Regions from separate parts of the Sus scrofa genome. Here region 2 is linked to region 1. A link is a contact called in public Hi-C data. All regions are on one chromosome and are shown on one strand. Each heading gives the region's core, a stretch centred on a gene start, on an enhancer-like site or on the middle of the called end of the contact. The rest is flanking DNA. Distances are from core to core; before and after follow the strand shown.

Region 1 (3,732 bases), core at 404-2,903:
ACTAGGTGGCTTAAATACAGAAATTATTTTGTCACAGCTTTGGAGGCTAAAATCCAAGATCATAGTATCCTCAGAGATAACTTTTGGTGAGGCTTCTCTTTCTGGCTTGTAGACTGAGGAAGATGAAGGATGAATCTCACTGGATATCACAAGGCCTTTCCTCTGTGCTAAAGCAGACAGATCTCTAGTATCTTTTCCTCTTCATAAGGACACCAGTCCTAGATTAGGGCCCCATTTTTATGACTTCGTTTTTAACCTTAATTACCTCCTGGTAGGCTTTGTTTCCAAACACAGTCACACTGGGGGCTAGGCTTTAACACATGAATTTTGGGGGACACAGGTCAGCCCATTACTACCATCAGTATTTTGACATCCTGGTTAACTTCTCCTCAAAGGACAATCTGTGTAAAACAAAGAGAATGTTCTGTGTCATATATACTTGTTAAAGGTCAGAGAGTTTGTTTATTTATAAAATAGGTATAATTCTTTTTTTACTTTATCTGATTATATTGAAATATATTGTATTCTAGGAACATTTTCATTTCAGAGAGGGCTGTAAGCCACTTGCACATAAATAAACCTTTAAATAATAGCTAGATGGGTTTAATCGACTGTTGTTGTCTGTTGCTCTATGGCAACCAGGCTGAAAAAGCCAGAAGAGGTTGACATCCCACAAGGGCGTCATACCATGAACGTGTAAACTTGAAGCGGAGATTGCTTGTAGAAAACCGTGTTGCATTCTTGGCATGTGTGCACTTGCAATGAAGTTAACTTTCACTTATGGTTATATTTAATGTAGGAGCTAATCCCAGTTTATTTTGCGCCTACTCTGCTTTACCCCTTCGTGCACTTGCCCTTCGTTTAGCCTTGGCCTCTACGTTGGTGTTCCTTGTAAATTTCCTTGTGTCTGGGAAGCCCTTGCCCTGGCGGCCAGGTGACAGGAGACAGGGTGGGAACCCGCGGAGCTTTAAGGGCGTGGAGCCTCTCGCATACCATTCCCGCCTACCACCGCCCAACTGCCAGGAGGCGGAGAGGGCCTCCAACTTTGCTCCAATCCGCGGCCGGCCCTCCCCGGGGTCCCCTGCTGGGTGACCCGCCCGCCACTGACGGAGTCGAAGGAACTTCGCTGAGCTCCGCTTCAGAGCCCGGGAAGGCGAGGTGCTCCCCCTCCTCCTCTGCCCTCCCTCTGCCCCCGCCTCCCGGTCCTCGCCCAGCCGGGATCGCCAGCGATAGGACGAGCCCCGGGCGTGCATTGTGTATATGCAAACCAGAGGCCAGCTCCCCAGGTCTGCGCGACCCGGACGGGGCTGCGGCAGCGGCTGGCGCTGCTTGGGGTGCCGCAGCCCTCGCCGGAGCCCTGCACTGTCATGCCCCCGCCGCGCGGCGGGCCAGTGCGTCCCCGAGTCGCTCTATAAGCGCAGGCCAGGGGACACCACCCGGAGGGGCTGAAGATGAGGGTGCCCGCGCATGGGCCCCCGCTGACTGCCAACCCCTCCCGAGCCCGCGCCCCGCGCGGAGCCCGCGGCCGCCGAGGACCCGCCTTCGCCGTAGTAGCAGCTGGAGCTGCGACAGAGGCAGCAGCTGCGGCGCCGGCGCCGGTTGCGCTAGCGCGTAGAGCGGCGGCCGCAGCTCCGGGGCCGCCGCTGCCCCGGCTGCCATGAGTTGTGCGGAGGTGATGTATCACCCCCAGCCGTATGGAGCGCCCCAGTATCTGCCCAACCCTGTGGCAGCTGCAACCTGCCCCACAGCTTATTACCACCCGGCGCCCCAACCTGGCCAGCAGGTGAGTCAGCGACCGGGCAGCCTGCCGGGGGCGGGGGCGAGGGGCACCGAGAGTATCGGTCTTGGGATCCCGCGCTGTCCCTCTGGGACGGGTAGCGCGGAGGATGCTCTGAGACTTGAAGGAGCGCCCTTGAGCGGAAAGCCATAAGAAGAGAGGAGACAAGGCTTCAGAAAGGGACAAGCAGTCAGGTGGACAGGTAGGGATTCGAAATGAGGCGTTACCTGGCTAGGGGCTTCAGTGAGCTGTTGTCACTGGAGCTCAGAGGCTATTCCTCATAGCCACCCTACTCTTAGGGCTCAGTTCTCTGAAGCTTGCCAAGGGCATCTGTCTTAGGAGTATGTGAGTAAACTTAAACCAAATATTTTGTTTTCTCTGAAAGGTAAAGTGTTTCAGGGTTTTCTTGATTGAAGGGATGAAATGTGTCACTGACCTAGGGGAATCTCCCTGGACAGTGAACTCATAGAATGACTTTTCTGGGACTTTGCTAGTGGAACATGGGTCTAATTTATTATCTATCCAGTGTTACTAGAAGTTCTCTGTAAAGTCTGTCTTCTTCCCATACTGTGACTTAGAGGATAGGGATTGATCCCCGAATACCTCTTTCATTTTTAATTCCATCAAAGCAGAGAAGTGTTATGGTTCAGTCTACTGGCTGGAACCCTTCTCTTTCCCAGCCAAGGTGTAATCTTGTATCAGTGGATGCTGGATCTACACCACTCCAAGGGTGACTGAATGCTGTCTGATAAAAAAAGAGTTCAGGAATTAGGGAGATGATTCATTTCTTTCAGAAGGAAGAGTAGGGTCCTAAGGAATTTAGCACAAGGTACCCCTGGACATTCCTTTCTCGATGCCAACAGAGTGTGTGTCAAAGCTTAGTTAGCGTTATGTGGAACATGTATGTGAGCATGTGGCCAGGGGCTGTGCCAAAATACGGTCCTCAGACTTTGGGAATTAGGGTGTGTTGATTTGGTAAGACTTAAAAAAAATACAATTTCTATTCTCTGAGGTGGAGACACCTATCAGGGATTTAGATATGGTTCCAGTGTTAACATCCACAAAATTTATTGATTGATCTTTTTTAGTTTCTTAAAAACCATGTGTTCTATTGTGGTTTTCAGGGTTTGGCTCTTCAATTAATCTGGACACTTAATTTCTCTTTTTCCTCTACCTCTGCCTCTTTACTACATTTATTGTGCTACTCTTTAGAAAGAAATGTAACTTCTGTTCAGAATTTAGGGACTGAAATTCAGCTGATTCCAGAAGGGTATATACTTTAGATTTATCTGCTAAACAGTATGAGCTTGTATGAGCTTAAACAGGACCAACTAAGTCCCATTTTCTTACTATCTTTTTTTTTTTTTTAATATTCAGCAGTTTTAGGATTTCAAAGCAAGATTACTTTTAGGGAAGGGATTGGGAAAGCATTTTGTAATTTGTGATCAAGGGTGACAGGTTAAACATTTTGGTTATGCTGTTTGCTTTTCTTTGGCTTTAAATATAAAAGATACAAGTAAGAGAGAAAGCCATTTAGGTACAAGTCAAGCAAGTGAGACAAAGAGATGCAGGATATATACTTTTTGTGTGTTTTATGAACACTCTGTCCCGGATGAACCACCCTTTCCTTCTTTCCTTTCTTCCATCTCAGAGACTGTAGAGGCCTTCAATTATCAGTTGGAATGTGGACAGGCAACAGACTCAAACTTTACTAAACATTCAGAAAGGTATTTTTCCCCTTCAAAAATAACTTTAGCAGAATAGTTGTGAATAAGGTTTTTTTTTTTTTCCAGAGTTGTGAAAATATTCCCATTAAAATACGAATTACTGGTGGTGGTTAGAATTGAAATACTTTTTTTGAGCTAGATAGTGAAATTCAGTATCAGGAAAAGTATAAATAACTAATTATGGCATTTATTTTTCAATAAAAAATAACTCTGATACTTTAGCTTTTT
Region 2 (3,909 bases), core at 1,221-3,720, 220 kb after region 1:
CGCTGATGAAAGCACAACTTCAGCATAGGATGCAATAAAAAATTTAGTCCAAACAAGTAATTAAAAGAATCAAATTGAGAAAAGAGTGAATCACCCTTATTGTGATTTTTTTTCTACATGACTATTACATAAATACTTCCCATATTCTTTTTCTTATGCAGTATCTGGACTCCACTCAAAATAACAACATGCAACATTGAACATCTTGTAATAGTTTCAACAGTAAATTCAGAGGTTTTAGCAAAGAGGGAACATATACTATTGTTTCTTGTTTTTTTAATTGATGTTGTAACCAACTGCCACAAATGTAGTTGTTCAAAACAACTCATATTTATTTTCTATCATTCAAAATTTGACAAAGCTCTCACCATGCCCAAATCCAGTTTTGTGCAAAGCTGAGTTCTTTCTAGAGATTCTAGGGGAGAACCCACATTCTTTCCTTTTCCAGCTCCTATAGCTACCACCTGCATCCTTTGGCTTGTGGCCCCTTTCCTCCATCACAGAATCAGAAGCATCCTTTCTCTCTGATCTTTCTTCACCTGTTGCATCTCTATCTCTGATCCAGGCTGAAAGGTCTCTTGCTTTGAGAATTCATGACAAGTTGGGCCAATCAGGATAACCAAGAAAGGTTCTCCCATGTCAAGATCTTTAACCTTACCAGTGTTTACAGAGTCCCTTTTATTCTGAGAGTTAGCATATTGGTGGGTTTATGGGATGCCAACCACAGAGCAGAAATGCAGCACAAGATTAATTCATATTAGACCGTATTTACAATTGACTGTGACTTGCACCCTACTCCAATTTTTGTCAGTGTTATCTGTTGGATATTTACTTTCATGCTTATTCAGTTTATTCAGAAATTTAAAAAATAATCTGAGTCCAAAATTTGGCATCCACCACATGGTGTGGAAACAACCTGTTCCCCTCATTCTGCAGAGAGTCTGTAGGATTCTCTGGTTCAGTCTGTACAGCCAGCAGTTTGGAGATGATCTCCAAAATCCTTGCCAATTCTTACAACTGAGAGGATTCAGAAAACAACACTTTGAACTTAGACTTTTAGCTTTACACTTAGACAAGACTTTTGCCTTTTGAAATAACTTAAAAGTTTAGGGTAAATATTTTGTAAAAAGTAGTGATTATTTAGTAAGATTACCTAGTTATGATGCTTTTTTAGATTTTGTGAACCTGTCCAAATAACTCATGCTTTGTTTTCTCATTTATATCCATTCTTATCATATCTCATCAGATAGGGGTGAGGGTCAAATCTACTGATGTTAAATTTGTACGCAATAAGATGCTATACAAATGTTACTTAGTATTAATAATTGATTCTTATCACACTTGGCTAGAGTATTCTCATTTTCGTTTTAATTAAAAGAATAAATCACTAACACATATGCACACTCACATGCACACAGAGAAAAAGATAAGTTGACTTGATTAATTAGGTGGTTCAAGAAATTTTTCTAGAACTTCCACATTTGCTGTCTTTCCCTCTGGAGGGTTTTTTGTTTGTTTGTTTGTTTGTTTTTTGATAAGAAATCACTTCTTTAACAATTCCAAATCCTCTCTGGAGATGGGGCTGAGGCCTGGGCAGGACCAGGTGTTAAATTGCCCGAGGGTAATTAAGTTAAATTCTTGAGACCCTTGGGGTTGATAAATTAAGGTGTCATTCCCTTTTTCATTTGGAAGAATTGTCTCAAAATAAAGTATCTCACAGCAAATTGCAGGTACCCAAAAAACGGTTCCGCAAGCAAGAGAGTGTACTTGTCTTTCCAGTTTGCTCCTAAGCAAGGAAGCAGTGGGTTAGCTAAATGTCCACACTTCCTCTTAGTTGTCTTTATCTCTCTCTCACATCAGTTAATATTTTCTGTCTTTTTTTTTTTTTTTTTTTTTTTTTTTTAGGGCTGTACCCTTGGCATATGGAAGTTCCCAAGTTAGGGGTCAAATTGGGGCTACAACTACCAGCATACACCACAGCCACAGCAACACAGGATCTAAACCACATCTGTGATGATCACTGCAGTTCATAGCAACACCTGGATCTTTAACCTACTGAGAAACGCCAGGGATGGAACAACAGTCAGGTTTGTTACCTGCTGAGCCACCATGGGAACTCTGGTTAATATTTTAATTATCAAAGTAATTTCTGATAAGGCCTGTGTGTATAGGAAATATAACTGGAATTTTCATAAATTCTAAAAGCAATGCTATGCGGTTGGATTTTTTATGGCATCTTTTCTTGGAGGTAACAGTGTACCTGCTCCATTTCAGGTTCAAACGTCCACCCCACAGAAGCACATAATACTTTCTGAAAGATCCCTCTACTGGGTGGATAGCAATAAATCCCTCCTCAGTCAGACAAGTTGGCCTTTATTTTTTGTATTGCTCTGGGCATCTCACATGACATTCCCAAATAAGGTATTGTACTACAAGCCTGCTATGGTTGCTAGTAATGACTTAACTGCAAAGGAATTATAACAGTATGAATAACAGTGGTTTGCACTGTGAATGTCCTCGCTACTCCAAAAATGCCAGAGCAACAAATATAAAATGCTTCTCATTTGCCAGTTTGAAAGGAGTAAAAGTCAGAGGACTACAACTGCTGCTAATCTGTAAACACTGATTGTTCATTCAACAGCAGGAAGGAAAACAATGTAAAACAAGCCATGGCATTAGCCATTCTGCTGTGTACAAAGGCAGTTACATTAGGGGAATGAAAATTAAATAAAAATTATATTCAAATACAAGACATTTGGGTGGGAAAGCAGTTTTGCTTGCTAACTTGTTAAATAGGAAATGCTTGTGCATTTTGTCTTCAGGTTTTTTTAGGATCACAATACTATTGTTATGGAATATATGTCTTTTCCACTATGTTTTATCTAACATTATAAATCAATGGCAAGGAATTACAAAATTTATATTTTTAATTATATTTTATACCTCTTGCTTCCAAAAAGGATTTGAGTTACTTTATAAAATAAATACAACATCTTTTTTTTTAAGTACAGAAATTTATTTAAAAGACCAGATAGATAGTAAATGACAGTTATTTACACGGCATGTGAGGATAAACATGATTAAAGAGTTTACTTACTCAATGTTCAGTAAATATTCCTATAACATATGTACAACTTAAAACATTTATTTACTGAACTGATTTTTAAACTCTAGAATTGTAATTTACAGTTAAAGATTACAGGTTGGATACAACTCTTGCATCATATTATAGATTAGGTTAGTGAATTGAGCACACATCCATTTCACAGGAGGTGGAAAATTGAGAAACTTCTCAATCTAGAGAATGAATGAGTGCTTCTTGGCTGCTAGAACTTTGATAAATATCATCAAATACAGGACTTTTCATGTTGCAATGAGTAACATTTAATTCATAACTATGAATCAATGCTGCATTCCATTAATAAAAGGCAGACACATTTTGCTCCGCCAGCTTATTGTTAAGTGTCTTTGGGCTCTAATAGATCAGATGTGTGGACTCTCTAAATTAATTAAAAAATCCACCTACTTGGATATTCCTTTTATCCAGATATCCTTTCCATTAAAAATGATGCTAGTCTAATTTAATTGCTTTATTTCATGACCTCACAAGGGTGTTCATTTGTCTAAATATCCTTTTTCTAATGCCTCAAATATAGCATGGTGAAATCTTGGCAAGCCAGATGCATGAATGTTAGGGATGACTTTCACGACTTCAGTTACCCTTAGAGGTTTATTGGCAGCTCCACTCTCAGAAGAGCCATGGCTGTAGAAATTGACTTCTTCCGCAGTGAGAGCTGCACTTCACCCTCTCCTCTTGCTCTCTACGTTTCAATGTTCTGTTGCTCCCCCATGGGACAAGAAATGGCTTACACTTGAGATTCTTGAACGATTGCCAGAAAGGAATTTACC

Evidence for each region. Hi-C and Micro-C count contacts between places; a contact is called where the count stands out from the background.
Region 2: a Hi-C map of embryonic fibroblasts shows a contact between it and region 1, with 2.4 times the contacts expected there. The contact joins the enhancer-like site here to the promoter of VGLL3 in region 1. A contact is called at or near these places in 1 of 5 promoter capture datasets (liver), 6 of 47 Hi-C or Micro-C datasets (adipocytes, embryonic fibroblasts, fetal skeletal muscle and 1 more) and 1 of 2 datasets of contacts at active chromatin or transcription factors (skeletal muscle).

Annotation. Positions count from the first base shown.
Region 1 is chr13:168,788,923-168,792,654 of Sscrofa11.1, forward strand. VGLL3 (vestigial like family member 3) reads left to right here and starts at 1,654. Exons shown (of 4, transcript NM_001143929.1): 1 at 1,654-1,783. The coding sequence starts at 1,658.
Region 2 is chr13:169,003,146-169,007,054 of Sscrofa11.1, forward strand. The region is part of intron 3 of LOC106504207 (a long non-coding RNA gene); the gene reads left to right. Among named protein-coding and RNA genes, the nearest start is that of VGLL3, 210 kb to the left of the region's middle. Within about 2 kb of position 2,471, at least 12 of the 83 cell types and tissues checked have an H3K27ac peak or open chromatin away from gene starts, as enhancers often do. A contact at or near this core is called in embryonic fibroblasts and fetal skeletal muscle, where this site is marked.